6 separate regions of the Mus musculus genome follow, and regions 1, 2, 3, 4 and 5 are each linked to region 6. A link is a contact called in public promoter capture Hi-C data. All regions are on one chromosome and are shown on one strand. The core of a region is the stretch at or near the end of the contact, and the rest is flanking DNA. Distances in the headings are between cores, read along the strand shown. Region 1 holds the start of Utp14b (UTP14B small subunit processome component). Region 2 overlaps Farsb (phenylalanyl-tRNA synthetase, beta subunit). Region 3 holds the start of Dock10 (dedicator of cytokinesis 10). Region 4 holds the start of Farsb (phenylalanyl-tRNA synthetase, beta subunit). Region 5 holds the start of Pax3 (paired box 3). Region 6 holds the start of Ap1s3 (adaptor-related protein complex AP-1, sigma 3).

Region 1 (3,804 bases), core at 1,082-3,581, 1.0 Mb before region 6:
TTCCTTTCCTTTCCTTTCCTTTCCTTGTCTTGGTTGGTTATTCTGAGACAGAGTTTCACTCTGGAGTTTAAGCTGGCCTGCAACTCACTGCGTAACCCAAGCTAGGGCCAGTGTCACAGCAGCAGCCCTCCAGCCGCAACATCTCTAGTGCTGGGATCACTGTGCCCAGATGTGTTTTTGCTTTTTCTTTTTATTATATTTATTTTGTGCATGTGTACTTGTATCCCATGGTGAACTCAGGTCATCAAGCTTCGCACTAAGCACCTATAATCCTCTGAGTCACCTTGCCAGTCTCTCTCTCTCTCTCTCTCTCTCTCTCTCTCTCTCTCTCTCTCTCAACAAAACACCATCTTCTGCTTCTGGCAGGCCTAGACCTTACTAAATAGGCTAGGCATGCCTCAAATTTAGAGATCTATCTGCCTCTGCCTTCCAAGTACTAAGATTAAAGTTGTGAGTCATCACACCCTGTTGTTTCAAAACAACAACGACAATAAATAAACCTAGGTGAGGTTGGAAGATTGTCTGGAGTTTAAGGTTAGCCTGTGGGCTTAGTGTAAGCACGAGTTTCCAGGTGTAAACAAAGCCTAAAGAGGTGTATCACACCTGTAATCCTAGAATCACTGTGAATTCTAGGCCACCCTGATCTACATAGTAAAATCCAGGCCTGTCTGAGCTACATGAGATCTTGGCTCCCACTCTCCCACAAAGAACTAAACAACCATACAAAGAAGCCTAGTGAACAGAAGCACAATAATTTCTGTTTAACTAGTATTAAACAGCAGACAATATTCCAATTCAGTATTTGAATCTCAAGAGTATTTTCTGTTAAATGTAAATACATGCCCATAAAATATTGTTTAGCCTATAAAGAGATAACGAAGAAAGATGTCCCTGGAATTCTACACATGTGTTTTATGTTTGTTAACTGGGGAGGAAGGTTCACTATTAGTTTTGCTGTCTTGAAGTTGCTTAGTTTTTCTCAAGGTTTGCAGTTCTGAATGACCACTTCTGAGGTACACATCTTCATCCCTCTGTAGACTGGAAATTCTGCATTCCTTTTATTGGCAGGGTTTCCTTGGGAAATGTGAAATTCCTAGTAGGAGCAGGCTGCTTGAGTCAAACACTATCTGTTCTTTCAGGCAATTAGACTGGCTAGGGGCCCAAGGTGAGTGAGTGAGCTGGCTTTGTAGAGTGTATCATGGCTCCACCTAGCTCAAGTCCTGGCAGCCTCCTCGGAGTTTTTAAGATTGTCCTGGGAAGTGAGCCTCTTTCTGCCTTAGCTTGAGGCTAGCACAGCAACTCGACCTTTCACCTACTTAAAGAAAAGTTCACAGACCAACTAAATAATAGGTTAGGTTAAGAAAAAACAACTCTGCTACGAACAGTCTCTTTCTAATATTACACTCCAGTGGCTGATTTAGTCATTTGTGTTTTGCTGGGTGAATGTTTTGAGTGGGGGGAGGCAGTTGTAAAATAAATGCCTATATCCTGATGTAGTGTCCAAGAGGATCTATACAATGGCAAACTAAACAACACACACAGTCATAAAGATTCATAAAGCTTTTTTTTTTTTTTTTTTTCCGAGACAGGGTTTCTCTGTATATCCCTGGCTGTCCTGGAACTCACTTTGTAGACCAGGCTGGCCTCGAACTCAGAAATCCGCCTGCCTCTGCCTCCTGAGTGCTGGGATTAGAGGTGTGCGCCACCACGCCCGGCTGATAAAAGATTATTTTTGAGTAAAGTTTCATCCTTTGCAAACATGAAATGTGGGTATGCGAAGATTTACGAGTAAACGGGATACACGCTGCATTAAACGAAGCCCATGCAAGAGAAATAATACAGGGCATGCTTTGAGCTTTCCCCTTCACAAGCATTTTCAAACGTCATTTTTTTTTTTTTCTCTTTGCAAGATTTGCTAGAAATCCGTGTTCAAACTAGGATAACGAACCCAGTCCTGAGAAGAATGGGGAAAAAAAAAAACAAGCAGGTTATTTCTTCGTTTATATTGAGATTTATGCATCGCAGCAGTGAAGGCGGGTTTTGCAGTTCTCAGCGGGGGCACCCTGGACGCCTCAGGTCTTCCCGCCCTGCGCCCCCTGCCCAGCTCCCCTCTGCAGCTGCTGTAGCTGCGGGTCCGTCCCGCCGCTCCCCTCCCCAAGGGCTCAATCCCCGCCCTGCGAGGGCCCCAGTCGGGTCCAGCCGTCGGCGGCTCCGCAGAATGACCCATAGTAACCTCGCCCCGCCCCTGCCGCCAGCACCGCGCTCCCCAGGCCGGCATTTGATAGGCCGAGCCCCGCACGCGCCACCGCCCGCGGGCCAATGGGCGGCGGTCTCTTTGCATATGCAACGAGCGCCAGCCCGGGGTGCGCGTCCAGGACTGCGGCTCAACAGACGCTGCTCAGCCGGCGCCCGGGAAACGTCGCTGCGGTTGTGGCCGCGGTCGCGGGCTCGGACGAGGAGGCGGCGGCAGAGCGGGAGGCTGAGCCGGCAGCAGGCGGTCGTCCCCGTCTCGCAGGGCGGCCCCAGCAGCTGCGTCAGGGTCCTGAGGAGGTGGCGCTGGGCAGGAGCCGCTCTGAGGAGCAGCCAGGCCTGCGTGGGTCGGAGCCCGCGGTGAGTGCGCGCAGCGCCCGTTGTGAGGCGATGAGGGTCGCGGGATGGCGGCCAGGCCTCCCTCCTCCCACTCGGCGAGCGTGCATGCCGCTCGCCGGTGCCTGAGGGGACTCCTGGGCCGCGGGGTGCTGGGCCGTGGCGAGGGTCGGGGAAACGGGGGTTGGTGGAGGGTGAGTGGCGAGTAGGGCGTCCTCGCGGATTCGGGGAAACCGCCGGCGTGGAGCTGCGGGCGCGGGAGGAAGGATGCACCGCGGCCTCCTCCGCGGGCGCGGGCACGTGGGTGGGGTCGTCCCGCTCCACGCGGCCGCGCGGCGTCCGTGGGAGGTACCAGCGCCCAGAGGGTCCCTGAAAACTGCGGGTGTGGGACAGGAAATGCGGGTGCGGGCGGTGGGAATGGCGTGGGGAACCTCTGGTGTCTCCTCCTAAGTGCGTTTTAGTCTCGGACGAGTCAGTCATGAGATGCATACATAGGCAGCCCCGGGGGTCACTTGTGATCCCCGTGATGGGATTTCACAGATGAAGATCCAACTGTATGGTCCGTTCTGGTTCTAGAACAGGTATTCCGATCACTTGTACATAGAGCCCCTCAACTTAGAAAGGGCAGGACAGTTTTTGGGAATCCAGTGGAAACTAGAGAGGGGGGATTGATAACTGCCTAGAATGACAGAGCTGGCATTTACTGAGCTTTTTTTAAAGGCCACACACCAAGAACTTTGTGCATGGCTATGTTTACATTGTTAGTCCACCGGGACGGTCGCACATTCTCAGTTTTACAGCGAGAGAGCCTGCACTGTGGACACGTTAACTTAGCCCAGATCTGAGCTACTAGGAGAAGCTTGAGCCCCAGGAGGGCCTGTCTGAATCTAGAACAAATCTCTGATGGCTTTAGTAGCAACAGCCCTCTGTTGGTGTTTGAATGGTTTCCGTGGCTTTGGGTTTCTAGGTTCTTTTGGGTCTTAGGGGTTCTGCAGAGCTGTAGTTTGGTGTTTTTGTTTTTCCTGTTTGTTTTAGGCTGTTTTGTATGCGCACTTTGGCTCTGAGTGTTGTTGAAGGGTGCTGCTGAGTTGCCCCTAGAAGTGCATGCAAAGCTTATTACAGAGAGGGAAGTGTTGGGACTTGAGAGTGCGTTTTCTGGTGTCTCCCTGAGCACCCCTCACATGTAGAGTTGAAGGCTGATTGTATTTTCTAACTTAG
Region 2 (3,662 bases), core at 363-2,862, 1.2 Mb before region 6:
TATGTGCTCTCTATCTGTATCCTGAGGAGGACGAATAACCTTGTCTTATAAAGTTGTAATAAACTGTATATATACACACATACAAAAACACTCACACATATTCACAGACTGACACACCACTCAGATACACATATATTCACATATAAATCAACTTAAAAAAGATGACTTGAAAGGTTGTCACTGCTTGGTCATACTGATTCTGAAAACATTTTCCTAAAATGTTTTATTGATTAATACTTATCAGGTTTAGAAAAGGCTTAAGGCTGTACAACATGTGTTCTAGTTGATGAGTTGTTTCCTTCTATTCAGGAGGAGTCAGAAGTAACCAATACTCTGAAGGCCAAGCAAAACTTCCGCTCCCAGAACTCACCCTGCCTGTCTAGGGCACCTCTCCCCAATGTGGTACATGCAGATACACACCAGCTGTTCCACACGCTGGCCTAATGCAGCTACGCAAGGAGTCAGATAGCACATTTCACTTTATTAAACATTAACGCACAAATGGATATGTGCTGTAAAAGAGGGCTGAAGGACACCACAGGAGCAGAAAGGGACACTCAGAGACCAACCTCACAAAAAGGGCTCAATATTGATTTCCAGAGAGGAACAGGGCATGGTCAGCTCAAATTTGGTGATAACATCAGGATGAAGGACGCCTAGCTTCCCAATGCTTTGACCTCCAACAAAGATCTCAGCACACCGTCCAGGGAAAAAGGCAGAACCTGAAACAGAGAGTGGGAGAAAAATCAATGATCCTTCTGAAAAAAAAAGTCAATAGCCATTTAACACTAAAAGCCTACAAGTCTCCTTTAAAAATAACCGTTCTTCTTTAAGCCACTGTCTGCATGGCCGCGCACCCTTGCACTTGCTAGTATGAAGGCGCACTAACAGCTACACCAGGAAACAATCGTGAGAATAAGAGCCCTGTTCTTGAGGCTGCAGGAGTGTCATCATTTCTTAGGGGCACAAGGAGAAGAAGTAAAACTGAGGAGCCTCCAGGGACAGAACAGACAGAAGCAGGTTTCCCACATCAGTACTTGCTGGCTACGAAGGCAACTGTGGCTCCATTCACTCCTTAGCATGTCATACTTCACTTTATTACACAAGAAGCCCACACTGAAATACCACAGCCACAGGGACCTGCACGTGTGCTCATAGGCCACGTCTCCACGATGCAGCCTGTGTCCCTGTTTGAAAAGAGATCTGCCTCTAAGCATATCGGGCACGCCATCTGTAAAGCTCCGGTGACGGCCACAGCAGAGCCACACTGGTCTTAGCTGATTCCGACTTCACTTCAAGGCAGGCAGAGAGCTCTCTTTATTTGCTGCCAGAGCTCTGCTCCAGCTTCCCACCCAGTAACCATTCTGGAGGCTTTACCAGCTGAAAATGAACCACCAAGCTGGGCCACCCACTTCCTAGCCACTAAATTACCAGTGCCACTGGTAATTACCAGGCTTATCAACATGCTGGACTCTGCAGTAGTTTAAAAAACAATGCTGATTCATTTCTATCAACACCCACTTGAAAAGGGATCAAACCCACAGCTCCTGAAGGATTCAAGCAAAATGTTTACTGGCCTGAACTATAAATACACAGCAGAACTGGGCCACAAGCCTGCAGTCTGCCACTCAGAGTGAGTGCATTATTTATGGGGGAGCAAACTGCTGAGTCTCTAATAGCTCCAAGGTCAGCATAATTAAGAATATAGAGTGGGAGGGGTGGACAGGGGCTCTACTACTATTGGGCTAATACCATGGAGACAAGAGTTACAAAGACTGCCCAGTCAAGGTGTAGAGATACTTGCTTCTATTCTCAGGAAAGAACAGAAAAAGATTTTTGTCATTCTCAGCCCAAAGCAACATGGCTAAACTATTTTTTTCACATCTCATCAAGCTAAGTGATTCTGCTTCACAGTCCAAGCAAGCCATCCCACAAACTCCATTTAAGTGCTACCGCTGGCTCTGTGCCCTAATCCACACTCAGGAAAGGGTTGAGGAAAAGAATGCTATAAAACAATTCAGAAACCAAGCTGGATAGATATAAAGAATATGGCTAGGATAGTAATTATGGTTAAATCTGATAAAGATGACACACTCTTATCCTGTGAAATGAAAATACAACTTAAAAGACAACACTACCCATACAGACAAGACTGTCAACTACATCCCCAACAACAACAAGAAAAACAGGGAGGGAGGGAGGGAGGGAGGGAGGGAGGGAGGGAGGGAGGGAGGGAGGGAGGGAGGCTTCAAGGCAGAATGAAGAGAACTTTTCAGATGACAAGCCAAGGCAGCTTTCCCCAAGTGCACTCAGCACCCCACACCCGTCCTCCCTGTAGACAGAGCTGTAAGGCTGCACACATAAGCAGCAGCAGTGGACGATGAGGGTGCTCCTGATGAGGACAAGGACACTCCTGAGAGGACTCTGGCTTGCTCTAAAGGCCACCGGGAGAGGATATACCCAAGACCTTCCTGACAGCCTTGCTATATGAAGCTTTCCTTTTATCTATTTTCAATTCCAATTTGATTGGATTCATTGTTACTGAAGCATAAAACCAAACTATTTTAGAATCTAAGCCAGATGTGCTGGTTCTGACAATGTTAGCAAAATAAAGCCTAAGACAAGGAATGAGAATTTTTACTTCATATAACAACATTTGATTCAGCATTTTTAGTAAAATTCAGTTATATTCTTCTTCAGTTGCCAGGTTTACTTTGCCGATAAACTTGGACCAGATTTTGCTTTAGTTCATTAATCAGGTAGATAGATAGTAACAAAAATATTTATATCAAGAAATGCAATTTTCTCTCTTTCCAGAGAAAAACAAAGAAAAATCCATATTCAAAACTATTTAACATATCCCAAGGTAAAAGAGTATTGAAAAAGGATTCAAATGTCAAAAGTTCACACTTTCACTGGGCCCAAAGTCACAACTGCTGCTCAAAGGCTCCTTAGCCACCAGGCTCCTCACTCTCCATGTAACGAACCCAATTTGCAATCTCTAGATCATCAATCCACTCTGCTCAACTGCACGCCTGCACTTGCCGTGACAACTTTATTTTTCACTACCATTTTTCAAGTTTTCGCTTCTAATAAGTTCAGATGATGGCATGAACATCCACCTAAGAATCTCACAATTAGAACAAGCTAAGGCTCTGTTCTCCAAATACACAAACTGGGAAGCATGCAAATGGGCCTTCTGCTATCAAGGGCAGAAAGAACCTTAAGAAGCCACTTGACTAGATGCCACAGGTGAACTGGAAACTACGTGTGAAGTTACGAAACAGAAGCTTCCTTAGTATTTTAGAAACTTATAGATCAAATCAAACTCCCCAGTCAGAACTGCCTCATGAACAGAAAGTGGGAAGGGGGGCAGCGCCCACATAGGGCAGCAATGAGCCCAAGGCCTTCAAGATAAGAGTTACTGTCAACCGCAGCTCTCCACTCTTTTGAGTGACCACTGCCTGGGAAAATACACCTTTGTTACCCCAAATTCCAGGTTCCACCATAGAACCAACAACAACCCAGTTTCCCAGGGCTTTTGTAGTTTTACAGAATAGTAAATCAAGGCGAATTTAAGCTGGATGGTGCACCAGGGGGCAGAAATGTAGAGGTTTTCTACAGGCCTAGAATAGTATCTGATGACATTCTTAGCTCATGGA
Region 3 (3,637 bases), core at 1,123-3,622, 1.1 Mb after region 6:
TGTGTACTATCCCTTGAAATATCTTGGCAAGAGCTGGTTCTGGAGTGTTGGCCAAGGTGCTGAAGTGAGGAAGGCTGGGCACCTGTGCCAGTGAAGTGCCCCTTACTGCTACCCTTAAGAACACTGTGCTCATTCACTGTGACAAGACCTCACTAGGGTTTCAAATGTAAGGTCGTCTTGGAGGGGTGTGTGTGTGTGTGTGTGTGTGTGTGTGTGTGTGTGTGTTTAGAAGGGATACATAATATTTATAAAAATTCCATTGCTGCAGAAACGTTATGAGAATCCACTGCAAAACAAGACACAAATAAAAGAAGCCATGCTATTGCTTCGAGGTGGATGCTAAACCTTGTTATGTTTTTACAAAGAGTCCCTAAAATGAATTAATGGCAAAGCAATTTTAACATAAAGCAAATGACAGAATAACAAAAGCACAAACCTAAGGAATCCCCTAAGACAGTGTTCTCAACCTTCCTCATCTTGAGACCCTTTGATACAGTTCCTCAAGTTGTGGTGACTCCTCCACCCCCAACCAGAAAGTTACTTTTGTTACTACTTCATATCTGGAATTTTGCTACTTTTATGAATTGTCAGGTAACTGTGTTTCCCAAAGGTCTCAGGCAACCCCTGTGGAAGGGGGGTCCTTTGAACCCCAAAGGGTCAAGACTCAGAGGTTGAGAACCACTGCTTTACAAGGTAAAATTACTGTCTTATGTGTGTCTGATTCTGTAATAGCTCCACCCGCTTTTCAGAATGGCCCGTTTTTGACAGTTTGTCTGTTCTTCCTTAAAAATATGCATACAGATATCAAAACCACAGGCTGGCACTGTCAAGGGATTAGGTAACAGTTGAATTGTCTCTGGCAGCTGCATATTGCAGCCAGTGGTGAGGGAAAGGGAAGGAAAGGGCAGCCTGGCTACCAGTTCTTTTCACACTCCAGGCTTCCCCATCCCCCACCCCCACCCCCCACCCTCTGTGCATTTGCTGCTCTGGTCCCTCTGCCAGGCAATTTGCTTCCGCTCTGTTCAGCTTCCCGACCTCTGGCTTTAAGAGAGGCTTCTGGCTGTGGGAACTGGCTCTGACCAGATCTGGCTCCCTCCTCTTCGGTGACTGGCAAAGGCAACACTTTGACACTCTTAAATAGGGTTGTTTAATTCCTAATGGTATTTACTGGCAAAAAAAAGGAAAATGAAACCCACAACGAGGATTCTGGTCCAACAAAGTCAGGCCAAGAGCTCCGTGGCTGAGCCCCACTCTTGCTGGAAGGCTACTCCCTACGGGCTACCCATTTCTACCACAGTTGATGTGCGCTCCCTGCTTGCTGCTTTCATCCCTTAGTGTGACACCTACTGGAATTTATGAATATCTCGTGATGCACGGGTATGATTTGGGCACCTGATGCTGGCTTTTGCCTCAGGGACTTCCCGCGGAAATCACCCAATACTTAGAAGGCATTTCGACAAGGAAGTAACCAGGGGAAACCTTCTGGAAGGAGATTCCCGTGAAATCGCTTCAAAACACACCAGAAGCCACTGGCTACTTAATAACCCACGTCCCCTTCATCCCAGTTTCCCCCAGCTCTTTCTGCAACAGTATAAAGTGGCTGGTTGGGTTCCAGCCTGTGGGGGGAGGGAGATCTGTGCAAATTGCAGATTTTCCTCACTAGATAGAAGGTGGGGGTTTCAGCTTTGGTCTGGCTGAAGAGCTAGCTCACTACATCTTTTCTAGGTTCCACGGGGAGGAGAGGGGCGCGCAGACTTGTGGATCTACAGGTTCCATCCATTTAGCTCCCCCCACCCCTTTATCCCGCCCCCACCCGCCGCCCCAGGTCCCTGTCACCCTGTCACCTTGAGCCAGACTGGATGCATTCCCGCCTCCTCCACCCCCCTTAAAACGTAGGCACACGCTCTCCCACGCAGCTGCTCATCTAAGCGTCCCGCGTTCCTAAAGTCCCCCAATGCGCCTCTGGTCCTTAATTCTTTGGTGACACTGCTTGGAGGAGGTGACTCCGGGGTCGCTCTGTGGGGGAGCGAATTCGGGGTGGAGGACAAGCTAGCTCCCGTGCAGGGGCTCACAGGGCTGGCGACAAGGCCTGTCTGGGGTCCCTGGGCAAGCCCCGCCGTGGCGCGAGGGACGCAGGGCACTCACCCGCTGCTGCTGACGGCTGCTGACGGCCACCGCGGCGGCAGACGCGGCGCTGTGCCGGAGCTCGGCCGCCTGTCCCGGTCTCAGCAGGCTCCGGGTGAACCTGCGGGTCCGCTCCCCGGCCATCGCGGGCCGTGCCGCTCGCGCCTCGGCCCCGGAGCGAGTGTGTCCCGCCGGTCCCCTGGCCGCGCCAGCCTGTTCTACCCACCCGCCGTTCAGGAAGCGGAACTCAGAGCCTTTCCCCCCCTCTTCCCCGCTCAACTCACAAGAGGCGGGTTTTTCTCGCGCGCACCCCCACTCTGCCCACCCCCTTCGCTCCCGCTCAAGCTCCGCGGCGACTTTGCAAACTCTGCGCCTCTCGGGCGGCGCGGCCAACTCTGCCTGGCTAGGGCGCATCTGCAGCGGGACGCGCGTGGGGGTGGCTCCACCCGCGCCGCCCACCCGCGACTCGGTACTGATGCCGGGCTGCCTCTGCTGGGACCTGCTTACCGCCCTATTCTCAATCCGATGCTCATAGAGGGTTGGGGATTTGGCGTTTTTTTGAGGATCAGACCTACATTCTGAGGTTAGGAAGTGGAGAAGGGTTGATCTTAGGTATCCTGTGCACCCTTGGAGGTGGGTCAGAGGTTTTATTAAGTAAGGATCCCTCTGGTGGCTGGGCCCCTTACTTTGAAGTCTCTAGGGGACCCAGATTCCTTACTTGGTCTTGGGATAGTCGGTGTGAATTCACACCTTCCGCCAATTTTTCCTCAACTGCGTCCCTACTCTATACCAGCTACACTGCTCTTGTAAATAAGACCATATAGGATGGTTTACCAAATGCCTCCTTAACTTTGCATACTAATTTGAATTAAAATCTAGTGTCTATCTGGGTAATGTAAGGGATTTCAGGGTGGAAATTAGGATGAATAAGAACTGCTGTTGGGTTACAGGGTAGGGTGAGTAGGACAGGGTGGGTGGTTCTTAGTCTATTTTTCTGCTTTCTTATCAAATCCCCCCCCACCCTTGCCTCGAGCTATCTGATTAAAGTATTCTAAAATTCTTATCTGGAGTCACATGCAGGGTGGTTCTCTGCCCAGTGTGGGTGGGTGAAAGACCAAGGCTCCTGGGAGAGCTGTGTGGACATTCTGGATTTCTTAAGGGCCTTTTTGTGGATCTGTGGCCTCTGGATTTTCTAAAGTTAAAAACATTTTTTTTAGCTTGTGGTGTGCCTGGTGTTTCTCACATAGTAGGCTAACAGGCTCTCTTTGAGGAAAATCTGGGTTACACACAGTGTGACTCTGTCTTAACTTTTTGACAAACTGTAACCATTTCCCCCCCTGTTTTAGAATACTGTCTGGTGTATAGTATAACTGAATAACTCATGATTATGCACGACTCTCAAAGGCTCAGGAAGTCTGAGGCAGTCAAAGACTTGAGTGCTGAGGCAGGAGGATGGCAAGAAAAGAAAAATGGTCTAGAAGCAAAGACTGTAGTAACAGAACATGAGTCATAG
Region 4 (3,768 bases), core at 504-3,003, 1.2 Mb before region 6:
AAAAGATTTCAAGAAAGAAGGCAAGAGAAACAATGAAGATTAGTACTAACCCATCTGGTGTATACCTTAAATACCATCAATAGGTATGAAAGAATTTCAAAAGAGCCTACAGTTCACAGTCGGTGTGGGGAAACCAAGCTTGTTGGATCACTCACCATTTTAAAGTGGAAGGAAAAGGAAACAGCCAGGGAATGTATTAAAACATTATCTGATGATTGCGAGCAGGTCATAAGCCTCATTGTCTTTTAAAATTTGGACAATCTGGTACTTTTCCATAGATAAGGGTCTGACTAGGAACTGATTCCAAGTTGTTCATCTTGCCACACACCATCATATGAACTTCAGAGACAGTGACCACCAGGAGAGAGAATATGATTTAGAGTAACAGGGCAAGTGAGGTATATTAATAAGCTTACTATATAAGGGAAACTGGTTAGGAAATTAAAACCACATTCCAAAAGCAAAGCGATTTCCTGTTTCTAAGGCCTTGGTCACAACTATAATTGTATCACTTGGGAGACTGAGTCAGGAGGATTGCCACAAGTTTAGAGTCAGCCTGGACTTCAGAATAAGGTTCTGTCTCCAAAAGAACAACGACAAAATCCGACAAACACAGGGGGTGAGTAATATCTAAAGTCCATCCTTAGGAAAAAAAAATCTTAAAAGTTTACTTGTACGACATCAGTACTGTGGTGTTATGAACCTGCTCCATTTTGTCCTCTAATTTTGGCCTCTAATACTCAAAAACAAGGAGGCTCTCATAAAACACTCGCTCTGACCTTTATAGAAGCTGATAACTACAGGGTGAGGCTGATACCATTTCAACTTACTACATCTGTGTTGGAAATGATAATTTGACTAATATTTACCTCCCTTCCCCCCCCCCCCACAATGGTTTAGTTTTAGAACTGAGAAAGAGGGAAGTGTGTCATGAATGCTAAGCCCATAGAAGTGATTCCATTTAGGGGTCAAATCAATGTTAACTATCAAATGCTACCCCTGCACAAAACCTGGTTTCCTTTCCCAGAAACATTTAGCATGTCCAATAAACCGTTTTACTAACATCATGGTTTGTTATTTTTCTCATGTATGTGTCATGTGCACAGCTCTACTCCCAAACACTGCCTGACACACTTCTGGAGCCTGGTCAACACTAAAATAAAGCCAATGCCGGGCTTGGTGGCACACGCTTGTTATCCCAGCACTCAGAAACTGAGGCAAGAAGACCGACAGTTCGAAAACAGCCTGGGCTACATAGTGAGACCCGCATCTTTCTTAAACGTCTCCCCTTCGCTGTCAATCTGGTTCCACAGCCTACAGTTGTGATGGAACCCAGGGTACGTTTCCTCGTCTGTGTCCCGACACCAAAGTCCGTGCTGGGCACGGAGTTGGAGCTCGGTCTCTAAATGAATGACACGGAGAGCCCGACACGCGCTGATGATGCAACGGAGCCACCGCGGAGCTGGTTCCGAGAAGCTACTTCAGCGCAGCCGAGTCTCCTCGCCCAGCAGCGCGCCCCTGAGGACTCTGGCCGTGCCGGGCCAAACCCCACGTAGCGGCATGAACGCCGCCAGCACGTTCTTCTGCAGGGCGAGCAGACTTCCCCAGGCACCGAGCCCAAGCCACGGGGCGGGCACTCACTGTAGGTCCGGCCCAGGGCTTGGAAGAGCAGGTCTCGCTTTACGCTGACAGTCGGCATGGCGAGTCGTGGACACTGCGCCTGCGCCACATGCGGGGCCTCAGCGACCCTAGAGTGAAGGACCCGACGCTCCGCTCTTGGGCTGTCTCACGTGATGCCTGTCTAAATTCAACCATTTGCACATCCGTTTTCCAGCCGAATATAGGAAAACACCTCTCTCTGGATTATTTAACATAGTTCTGTTGTGACGATAACCAAAAAGTTTGGAAAATAGGTGTAATCGGGTGGAATTATCTCTATTTTGACAGGCAAGAGTGAGAACAGACCTCAGAGGCCTGGATGCTTCCCAAAGCCCTAGGGAAGATGCCAAGTTGGGTAGGCGGAGCGCTAGATTGGTGGGAAGGACTTCCAGGTAGAGAAGTCCGCCCAGAGGTATTTGAAAAGCAAGGTAAACGGATGCAAGACTTCCTGCAAAGAAGAATATGCAAATACTAATGGCAAGGTCTGTTAACAGGCCACATTTTTTTACTTTTTTGAGACAGGTTTCTCTGTCGCCTTGACTGTCCTGGAACTCGCACTATAGACTAGGCTGGCTTTGAACTCCGAGAACTTTTGAGATCCGTACCTCCCTAGTGCTGGGATTAAAGGCATGCGCCACCACTGCCGGGCTTTTACTTAATCCTTTAACCCTCTTGAAACTACAGATTTTATACCCGAGCCTTGTTCGAACGCAGCAGCAGCCCTGTGGGTAGGCGTTGTTAGAGACCGCAGGACTTTTCTGTCAGATGCTGTACTCAGCCTAAAAAGTGCACGAGCAGATTTGCTCCTTAGAATAACTCTGAGGGACAGTACGTCAAATCATGGGCCACTGAGATGTCAGGACTTAATCCCGTGTAGCCTGCAAATGCTACTTTATGTGGTATCAGAGCCTATGTGGAATAAGCTAAGGGTTTTGAGATGGAACTTAGCCTAGGTTATTAGGATGGGCCCTAAATGCAATTGACTGTAGACTCAATAAGCGGAAGGCAGTGATTCCAGTAAGGTCACTAAAAAAAATAAAGTCAGTAGTCTTCGAAACTGGAAGAGATAAGGAGGGAAATCTCTCCTAGCCTATTCAGCAGCCCCCAAAACACTTGGATTTGGGCCAGTGAAATTGCTTTTGGGTTTCTTGCCTCCAGAACTTGAATATAACAAAGTTCTGTTTCATCTCATTCATTATTCTTTATGATTTGAGATAAAGGCTCAACTCTATAGCTGAAGCAGTCCTGGAACTCATCCTGTAGCTCTGGATGGCCAGAAATTTTCAGAGTTTTAAGGTGTCCTGAAAGACAAGAATATAAGTTACCTCACCAGACTCAAGTTTCTGTTTGAAATCAAAAGTTTGTAGTACTTCCTTTCAGCAGCCATGAAAAAACAAATACATCAAAGCAGGAAGATAAAACAGCCATGGACTGTGGGACTCACCTAACCTGTAAGGCATAGCAGAAACATTGCTTCCTCAAGAGAAAATAAAGCAAGGACCAACACTGAGGAAGTGAGAACCCTTCACTTGAGGAAGCAGAACTGAGGCTAGACTTAGGCCATCATAACTCTTAATAAGTTTTCCACTGCACTAATTTCCACTTATGGCAAGTCCCACGTGTAGCTTTCTGACCCTAAATTCCAGTAAGTGGGCACTTACTGAGTTCACCAACTCAAATGCTCATCTCTCAGAAACATACAACTAACAGTATTTGGCTACTTATTAAGGGATCTATTAACTCAGGCATTTGACCATAACATTAACTCTCATACTTCATAAGAGGATTTAAAATGCCGCTTTGTTTCCCCTGATATGTCACTATAGGCGTGTTTTAAGAAATTATAGATGGATGTGGGAAACAAAGTAAATAATGCTATTTGGAGAGTAAACCAGAAATAGTTCTTAATATTTTACTTTTAAGGATTATTTCCCCATGGAGATTTACAAAGTTCCAGCCCAATTTAAATTATTTTTTCTATTGATTCTGGGGTTTAGGTTGTATTTTTTAAAAATCTTCCTCCACACATTTTTTAAAAACCATGTTTTCCTTTTTGAGTACATCAGTAGAATTCTTTTCCATTTAAATCTCAGATCTTTTTTGAGATTT
Region 5 (3,685 bases), core at 1,116-3,615, 1.5 Mb before region 6:
CACACACACACACACACATCTTAACAGCCCTGACTTTTGACTTCTTGAGAACAATTTGCAAGGGAGGGAGATTCAAAGCTGGGAAAGAAACTATCCAAGAATTAAACCGAGATGTTTAACTTCATACTAGGAAGGCAGTGCAGTGAGTGGGAAGACTCTGTGGGAAGTTGGAAATCGGGGAAATAACTTGATGAGGGCTCTAATGCTCCCAGGCATTAAAATCTAAAGTTAATCTTCCTTTGCTAAAAGTGCCAGCCCTTTTCAGTGTAGAAGGACCACCACCAACCATAACAACTGAGTTCTACACACACACACACACACACACACACACACACACACAAACACACACACACACACACACTCCTTCCTAGATTTGAAAACTAGCGCCCTTTGAAAGTCCCTTGCTCTCTTTAGAACGCGCCCACTCTGGACCCGCTGGATCACAGGCCCTAAGTCCACGAAACCAGGTCCCGGGCTCACCTTGGGTTTGCTGCCGCCGATGGCACCAGGTCGGATGGAGCCTGTCTCCTGGTACCTGCACAGGATCTTAGAGACGCAACCATGGGACACGCGAAGCTGGCGAGAAATGACGCAAGGCCGAATGCCATGGTGGGCCATCTCCACTATCTTGTGGCGGATATGGTTGGGCAGAGGCCTGCCGTTGATAAATACTCCTCCGAGCTGGTTGACTCGGCCCTGGCCAAGAGGGGTGGACACTGGGAAGAGATGGCGAAAGGAGAGAGCCCGAGAAAGTCATTTAGGAAGAATAGAAAGCAGCAAAAAGAACCTAATTCTGCATCCTTCTGGCCAATTTGCCTGTGACAGTTAAAACACAAACCACCAAGCTCTGGGCTCCCAGTCCCGGACCCTTAAGGTTCTATTTATTCAAATAATTACCCGATGCAAGGTCATATAATCTTTTGGAAATTGAGCGATCGGAATGAGGTAACTGGCTGTAGAGAAACTGTATTTTCTCTTTTATTTGGGGGAGGGGGGCTGTGCTGCAAGTTGGAGGGAGACCTAGGACTGATGTCTAAAATGTCTTGCGATAACTGCCTCAAAGTCCTGAGAAGGCAGAGGTCCCGATAAGGGTATAGTAGGCAAGGGTTGGGGAGGCTCCCGAAAGGAGACACAGGTGACAGCAGGTATCACCTGTTACACTTAAAAAATAAAAATGGCAGCGAGCCTAGCTGTGGACACCACTGCCGAAATGACCGCCCTTGCACGTCACGTTTTACTCTGGATCGAGGTCGAAGGGCTCCTCCAGAACCCCAGTCTCCTGCTTTTACTTCCCAAATTATTTGGTCGGGTTCGGGTTTGCAGTAATTTCTACCTCCCCGAAATTTCCCAGCACCTTTAAGCAAACCGAAAGGCATTGCCAACCATTTTAGAAACTTCGAGATGCCACTTGAGTTGAGTGGAATTTGCTAATCAATGCTAAAACTTTTCAACTAGGAAGGGCCACCAGAATTTTTCACAGCAGGAAAATTCTTGCCGAACTAATAGTAGTTATTCAAAAGTGAACGCAGCCCGCACAATTTCGTAGCAACTTTAGGTGAACAGAAAGAGAACTTGCTTCCGGCGCTGCGAAGCTTGTTCACCTTTCTCACGGCAGCAATTCCGAAACAACAGGGCAAAGTGGAGCCGGCAGGAGCAGGCCAGGCAAGCTCCGAGAGCTTGTAGTGAGCTTAGCACTCCGTTTGCAGCCAGAACGTGAAATGGGGCTTCTCCCGCTCTCCACGAGAACCCCCTCCCCACTTTTGCTTCTTGGGTTGAGAAGTACCACGGGAAGAGGCTCCCGGTAAGGCACGAGTGGAGGCCCTGGAGACCAGGATTGGGGTGCGGCAGCCAATCCCAGGCCCGGGGATCCGGACGAGCTGAGGCCCTAACATACCTTCCAGCGGGAAGCCGCTGCGTGGGTAATTCTGCCCCGGGCCGGGCCGCATCATCCTGGGCACAGCGCCGGCCAGCGTGGTCATCCTGGGGGCAGCTTCGCTCGCAAATTATATCCAGGTGAAGGCGAGACGAAAAAGCGAGCACAGTGCGGCGGGTGACCCTCGGGAACTCTCCGGATCTCGGAGAGCTCCTCCCCCAAAAAAGGCCAGAGAGGGAGGCGGGGCGCGGGGAGGGGGGCGCTAATAGATCCAAGTCCACAGGCTCCAGAGGAGTCCCTTGAGTGCAGGATCCCAAGCCCAGGGCGGACGAGTTTGGTGCGAGTCTAGCAGATCGGCCCCTCAGCTGGGGCTACTGGCAAAGGTGCTCACTGCACCGCGAAGATCGGGTGAGGGAGGGTGGTGACGAGGCAGGAACACGTCCCAAGTCTCCTCCCGTCGTGACACCGAGTGCAGGGATCCGGACTAGGGAGCATTTATTAGTTCTTTCACCCAAAGCTTGATCAGGAGCCCTGAGCTGCGATTGGCCGAGGAGGAGACCGTCCCGGGTGGCAAAGACACGCGCTGATTGGGCGACAGAAGCTACTTTCTCTTCCCATCCCTGACGGTCCCCAGGCCTCCGCCGACCCAGAGGGGGACTAGCTCTGTGTCCCTTTCTCAAGAGAAGGGTGGACAGGTTGAAACTAGGAGAGGCAGCTTGGGTGGCAAGAGCCAGTGAGGATGGAAAAAGGCTCGCGGTGTCCCTGTCCCTCTACATGAGATTCAGCCTTGATCATCTTGGTTTTCTATTACTCTGTCCTAATCTCTTTCCGCCTTTCTCTGGAAACCTTGCTATATCCGCCCCTTATTTCCTCTGTCTGCCCCTGCTTTTCACCTGTGGATTTCGCTTCGGGATTACTAATACGGAGATGGCGGTGGAGCAAATTTGGAAAGGGGCACAGAGAATTCCGGATGTGTTTCCTTTTCCTTTCTCTGGTCTGCCTCTGGGCCTGAGCTCCCTATGTGAGCCTCCCAGAAAGGCATCTCTCAGGAAGAGTCCAAGATGTGCCCAGAAGGTCCTTTTGTCTTTCTTAGGCTGGGAATGAAAGACAGGTGGCATAGCCATGACAGAGACTGAAGAGGTTAGGCCTCCCCTGGGCTCCAAGTTGCAAGCAATGGGGAAGCCAGCTCCTTTTCTTGGTTTAAAAACCCTTCTGAGAAGCGGGGACTTTAAATCTCCACGTACACATTCATCCCCGATGCACTTGCATCTATATGTTGAGGTTTTGCCCGGGTGCAGCGTTTGTTCTCAGGAATTTATTATGGCATTCAGACTAAACTGCTGGAAAAATAAAAGAAGCAACGTCTTGGCTAGGAGCTGAAGTGTCCCCAGCAGGATATGACGCCAGGAGTGTTGTAAAGACTGTCTGTCCTTAGAGAAGGTACCATTGTGCCTAGCCTTTTATTTATAACTTGGTAAGTGCCAGCGAACACTCCTCCCTTACACCCCCCTCCCGTGCCAGCCCCACGTTCTGCGCTGCTCTTTATTCCCTCAAGTCTATTCAGGGACTGTCACTCTGGGGCCGAGAGGTATTCAGGGCCTTAATCAATCAAAAGGATGAGAATCAGGCAGGTTTTTTCCCCTTTGAAATAAAGGAAACAATGACTTCTGGGCTTCAAGTTCCCTTTTCTTTTTATGATATTTGAATTTTTCCTGCCCCTGAATCCTCCAACCCTCTCTCCATGTCCTCCCCCCCCCCATCTCCTTTGACAGTTTTGATGTGAACTCAGGCCCCCAATCCTACTTGCCCACC
Region 6 (3,707 bases), core at 135-2,634:
AGAAAAACAAAACTCCCACCTTGTGCTGTTTAGAACTCAGGGCCTTACCTCAAATCCTGCCCCTTCCTCAAGAAGTAAGCAGCTTTGGGCTCCATAGATACTTGGGAACCAGCCTTCATCCCACCTCCATTAGGCAAATGAGCTATCTTCCTGGGTACCTTGTTCCTTGGGAAACTTGAGCAAGCCAAGAGAGCTGCTCCGTTATTTACAGGGGCCTTTTTGCACCCTGCATTTACCTCAACAAACAAAAAATGGGCACGCTGGGAACCCTGCCGACATCCTCTGGGCTATCTGTCCGGGTGTCTCAGCAATGGACTACTCCAACTCAACCTTCTTTCTAAAGTCACCTGCTCTCTGTCGTGCATCCAGAGAGTGCCTTCAGGAGGTCACTTCTCTGAGAATTTGGGAAGTGTGCACAACCAGGGAAGTGGGACAGGCTACCAAACTAGTCACTGTCCCAGCAGAAAGCCAGCGCGAGAGAAACCTCAGGTATTGCTTCCACCCAGAGCTGGATATCCACTTCTGAGTGTAGCGGGTCTCCGGGCTTTCATCTTGATAGGAATTCCACCCCACGCCCCCACCCCCCCACATCTCAGTCCATTCTCCATCATCAATCAAAGGGTTCAGGAAGTGTAGAATGGATACGGTCACTACTCCTGTTAAAATTCGAGCGAATCAAAACCCAAAACTCTACTTTATGAAGAACTGCTACCTGGTATCCCTCCCGCCTCTCCAGCCACAAACCGGGGTTTCATTTCTCCTCTTCACAGTCGCTCACCCCTCCAACTGCTGCGCTCTACCAAAACACCTCGGGGAGCTCAAATGTCACTTCCTCAAAAAGGCCACCAAATCAAAAATTACCTCTCAGGCGGGTTTCTTGAGGCTTGGGAGTTCTCCTCGCTCTGGAAAGTTATTTTTATTTCACCATTCCATCACCGTCTCTTTCCCTAGGCATCCTTTCCTACCAGTGTTAAGCACCTGGTCCCCCGCGACATCCCCAGCGCCTGGCTCGGACCAAGCGATCAGAGAAAGAGACTGAAATGAATGAAGAGCGGTGCCCGGTGTCCGTGGGACTCGCAGGAACGGGGAGACCTGCACTGTCCGGAGCAGCCGGGCCACCCTCGCCTGTGACTCGGCGGTACCCAGAGCCAGGTTAGGCGCGTACCCCCTCCCCAGCCGCGTGTTCGGCCCTGGAGCCGCAGGTGTCACCTGGAGCGCGCACCGCCTCGACCAGCTCCATCACGATGCTCAGCCCTACTCACCATGGTCCCGGGTCCCTACAGCAGCGATTGCCCGGGATGCGAGGGCCAGAAGAGACTGTAGCAGCCCGGGCGGCTGACAGGTGAGGCGCTAGCCTCAGACCATGGCTACTTCCCACAATGCCCTTGAACTGAAAGTTTGCAGACTCCTCCCCGCACCGGGCTGCTCCTCCCCTCCGCTCCTCCCACACACCTTCCTCCTGGCTTCCTCAAATTGTGTCACTCCTTCTCTGCCTCTTCACAAGCCTCCCGCTCCAGCTCCCCCTTTTACCCTTTCTCACTCCCTCCTCCTCCCCCTGGTTCTTCCTTTGCTCTCCTGCGCCACGGGGACCCCGCAGTTCGCCACGCCCCTCATCACCGCTAGCCCCACCCAGGGCAGTGCTTACACCTGCGCGCGCACCTTCTGCGCTGACCGCGCCTGGTGCCCCAGCTTCCCTTTTGGTCTGGGGTCTGCGATCCTTCTTCTGCTGCCACGTTGTGTGCTTCATGAATGGGACTGGCGACCTTCCGCCAAAAGAAGATGCTTGCCTTTACACCTGAGAAAAGTGTAAAAAGCAGTCTGGCCCTACACCTCAGGGAGAGAGCAGTTCCCAGAGCTAGAAATACATGAAAAATGTTTTCACACACACTCCCTTGAGTTTTGTTTTGCTTTTTACCAAAATTGCAATTCAAGAACATTCATAGCCCTCTCCGCTTAAAGTTTTCTATTACATTAAGGTACTGAAACTCGGGGGGGGGGGGAGTGGTGTTTGTTTTTCTTCAGCTGTTTTTCTTCCCCTTGATTTTTAGGCCTAGACTGTTTTGTTATTTAAATTAAAATATAATTACATCATTTTCCCCTTTCTTCCCTTAAATTCCCCTCTTCCCCAGGTATACCCACCCACCCTGCCCCGGCGCAGTTTCATTTGAAATCGTGGCTTCTTTTTTCTTTAGGGGTGTGTGTGTGCGTGTGTGTGTGTGTGTGTGTGTGTGTGTGTGTGTGTGTGTTACTGCTCGGTCTTTTAGTGTTGCTCTTATGTGTATGGTTTCAGGACAGACCACTTGGTATTGGCTAAACAATTAGGGGAGTTTTAAGCCGGAATAAAGAATCTCCAGGTCTCCGAGTTCTAAGCAGAGTTTTAGCACAGATTGATTTGGGGAGAATGGGCTGGTTTCGCCATATACCCAAAGAGAGACAATGACTCTTAAAGGTTAACCTTTGTCTAAATGGCTCTTAGACCCATAAGTCGACGGAATTCCTCTCCAGGATCTAATCTGAACCATCTGCAGGATATAGACACCCCGTGCCCCCCCAGCCCCCATCTAGGAACAGGAAAGCAAAGAGAACTCCAGCTGGGCTCCCGAATTCCTGCCACTAATGCCTTTCCTTCATGCCAGGCCCTATGGGGGAGCCCTGGTGATGAATGAGGGGGCACTGATGTCACTGATGTCACTGGTGCTCACAGTCCCCAACAGAACAATAGGTGATATACAAGTTGCAACAAAGCCCAGGAAATGCTAAGAGACCCCAACAGCTGGGCTAGCAAGACACAAATTAGCTACTGTAAATTACCCGGAAGCCAGGTAAACTGCCCCCTGGTGAGGTGGTAAGCTGTTCTGACAGAGAAGCCAGGACACTGAAGGAAAAGACTTGTCCTGGATGGACAGACCCCAAAGATAGCCTCGGTGGCTTTGGCACAGTACCAGGGAGATCCGAGGGATAGGGAGGAACATGGAGACCAAGCTAGAGGCACCTCTGCATCTACAGCCTCCAGTCCCAGGTTCCCACAAACCCCTCTGCCTCCAGGTTCCCAGCTGCTACATACTCCAATGCTCCTTTTAAGCTTGTGTTGTGACATCTGCAGGGACGGGACATAGAAGAGGATTGTATGACTAGAAGTAAACCCCAGGCTGTGGGGTAATTTTGCCTATTATAAAGGAACAGAACATCAGAAAGTTTCCTTTCTAAATTCCTGTGCTGGCCAGGCCTCCCTGCCGTCGGCTTCACCTAGCTGCAGTAATAATCTCATCGAACCTCTTTCCATCATGCCTCGCCCTCTCTCTAGTGCAGGGCACCGCTGTGTACCACTCACCTTTGCTGAGCCAATTGCAAAGCATTCAAAGCCTTCTGTTTCCAACGTTTTTTTGTCTATAGTGGGAAAGAGGTAGGACTACTGAAGAACTTCAAAGCTAAAGAAAACTCAGTGAGTTAAGACTTAAGTCAAATTCTGAAACAGAACGTTCCCCCGAGTGTGTGGCCCATGTTGGAGAGGGTGGGAATAGACATTAACTTAAAAGTGAGTAGCATTCTTTGCCTTCCCTCTGACCCTGCTGAGATGGGTAGTGGACACTGTGCTGGGCTTCTGATGTCTAAACAGTTTCTTTCCACATTCTCACAGCTTACCCAGTCATGCTAAGGGGAAGGGCTACAATGGGCTAAGCATTTTACATAGGTTATCTCATCAACCA

Evidence for each region. Promoter capture Hi-C pulls out the DNA fragments that hold promoters and counts their contacts.
Region 1: a contact with region 6 is called in a promoter capture Hi-C map of pre-B cells, with 11 times the contacts expected there. The contact joins the promoter of Utp14b here to the promoter of Ap1s3 in region 6. A contact is called at or near these places in 16 of 39 promoter capture datasets (the 3T3-L1 cell line, 3T3-L1-derived adipocytes, the C10 cell line and 10 more), 8 of 484 Hi-C or Micro-C datasets (B cells, CD4 T cells, the HL-1 cell line and 4 more), 13 of 115 datasets of contacts at active chromatin or transcription factors (acute myeloid leukemia, embryonic forebrain, embryonic hindbrain and 10 more) and 4 of 9 other capture datasets (adipose tissue, embryonic stem cells, liver and 1 more).
Region 2: a contact with region 6 is called in a promoter capture Hi-C map of hippocampal neurons, with 2.8 times the contacts expected there. The contact joins the enhancer-like site here to the promoter of Ap1s3 in region 6. A contact is called at or near these places in 3 of 39 promoter capture datasets (hippocampal neurons, liver and pre-B cells), 1 of 484 Hi-C or Micro-C datasets (B cells), 1 of 115 datasets of contacts at active chromatin or transcription factors (large pre-B cells) and 1 of 9 other capture datasets (liver).
Region 3: a promoter capture Hi-C map of pre-B cells shows a contact between it and region 6, with 5 times the contacts expected there. The contact joins the promoter of Dock10 here to the promoter of Ap1s3 in region 6. A contact is called at or near these places in 2 of 39 promoter capture datasets (neutrophils and pre-B cells).
Region 4: a contact with region 6 is called in a promoter capture Hi-C map of pre-B cells. The contact joins the promoter of Farsb here to the promoter of Ap1s3 in region 6. A contact is called at or near these places in 3 of 39 promoter capture datasets (the SN4741 cell line, embryonic stem cells and pre-B cells), 5 of 484 Hi-C or Micro-C datasets (B cells, CD4 T cells, CD8 T cells and 2 more), 2 of 115 datasets of contacts at active chromatin or transcription factors (Th17 cells and trophoblast stem cells) and 2 of 9 other capture datasets (liver and macrophages).
Region 5: a promoter capture Hi-C map of liver shows a contact between it and region 6, with 3 times the contacts expected there. The contact joins the promoter of Pax3 here to the promoter of Ap1s3 in region 6. A contact is called at or near these places in 3 of 39 promoter capture datasets (cranial neural crest, embryonic stem cells and liver).

The regions. Positions count from the first base shown.
Region 1 is chr1:78,655,494-78,659,297 of GRCm38.p6, forward strand. Utp14b (UTP14B small subunit processome component) reads left to right here and starts at 2,332. Exons shown (of 3, transcript NM_001001981.3): 1 at 2,332-2,610. Acsl3 (acyl-CoA synthetase long-chain family member 3) reads left to right here and starts at 2,332. Exons shown (of 15, transcript NM_001033606.2): 1 at 2,332-2,610.
Region 2 is chr1:78,424,624-78,428,285 of GRCm38.p6, forward strand. It overlaps Farsb (phenylalanyl-tRNA synthetase, beta subunit), which reads right to left. Exons shown (of 17, transcript NM_011811.4): 17 at 122-722. The coding sequence ends at 571. Among named protein-coding and RNA genes, the nearest start is that of Farsb, 62 kb to the right of the region's middle. Within about 2 kb of position 1,613, at least 38 of the 459 cell types and tissues checked have an H3K27ac peak or open chromatin away from gene starts, as enhancers often do. A contact at or near this core is called in hippocampal neurons, where this site is marked.
Region 3 is chr1:80,756,181-80,759,817 of GRCm38.p6, forward strand. It overlaps Dock10 (dedicator of cytokinesis 10), which reads right to left and starts at 2,373. Exons shown (of 56, transcript NM_175291.4): 1 at 2,146-2,373. The coding sequence starts at 2,268.
Region 4 is chr1:78,487,144-78,490,911 of GRCm38.p6, forward strand. It overlaps Farsb (phenylalanyl-tRNA synthetase, beta subunit), which reads right to left and starts at 1,754. Exons shown (of 17, transcript NM_011811.4): 1 at 1,642-1,754. The coding sequence starts at 1,699.
Region 5 is chr1:78,194,771-78,198,455 of GRCm38.p6, forward strand. Pax3 (paired box 3) reads right to left here and starts at 2,366. Exons shown (of 8, transcript NM_008781.4): 1 at 1,895-2,366; 2 at 481-716. The coding sequence starts at 1,979. RefSeq lists a promoter at 1,930-3,685, an enhancer at 3,085-3,685 and cis regulatory regions at 3,085-3,317, 3,473-3,685.
Region 6 is chr1:79,670,588-79,674,294 of GRCm38.p6, forward strand. Ap1s3 (adaptor-related protein complex AP-1, sigma 3) reads right to left here and starts at 1,385. Exons shown (of 5, transcript NM_183027.2): 1 at 1,263-1,385. The coding sequence starts at 1,265.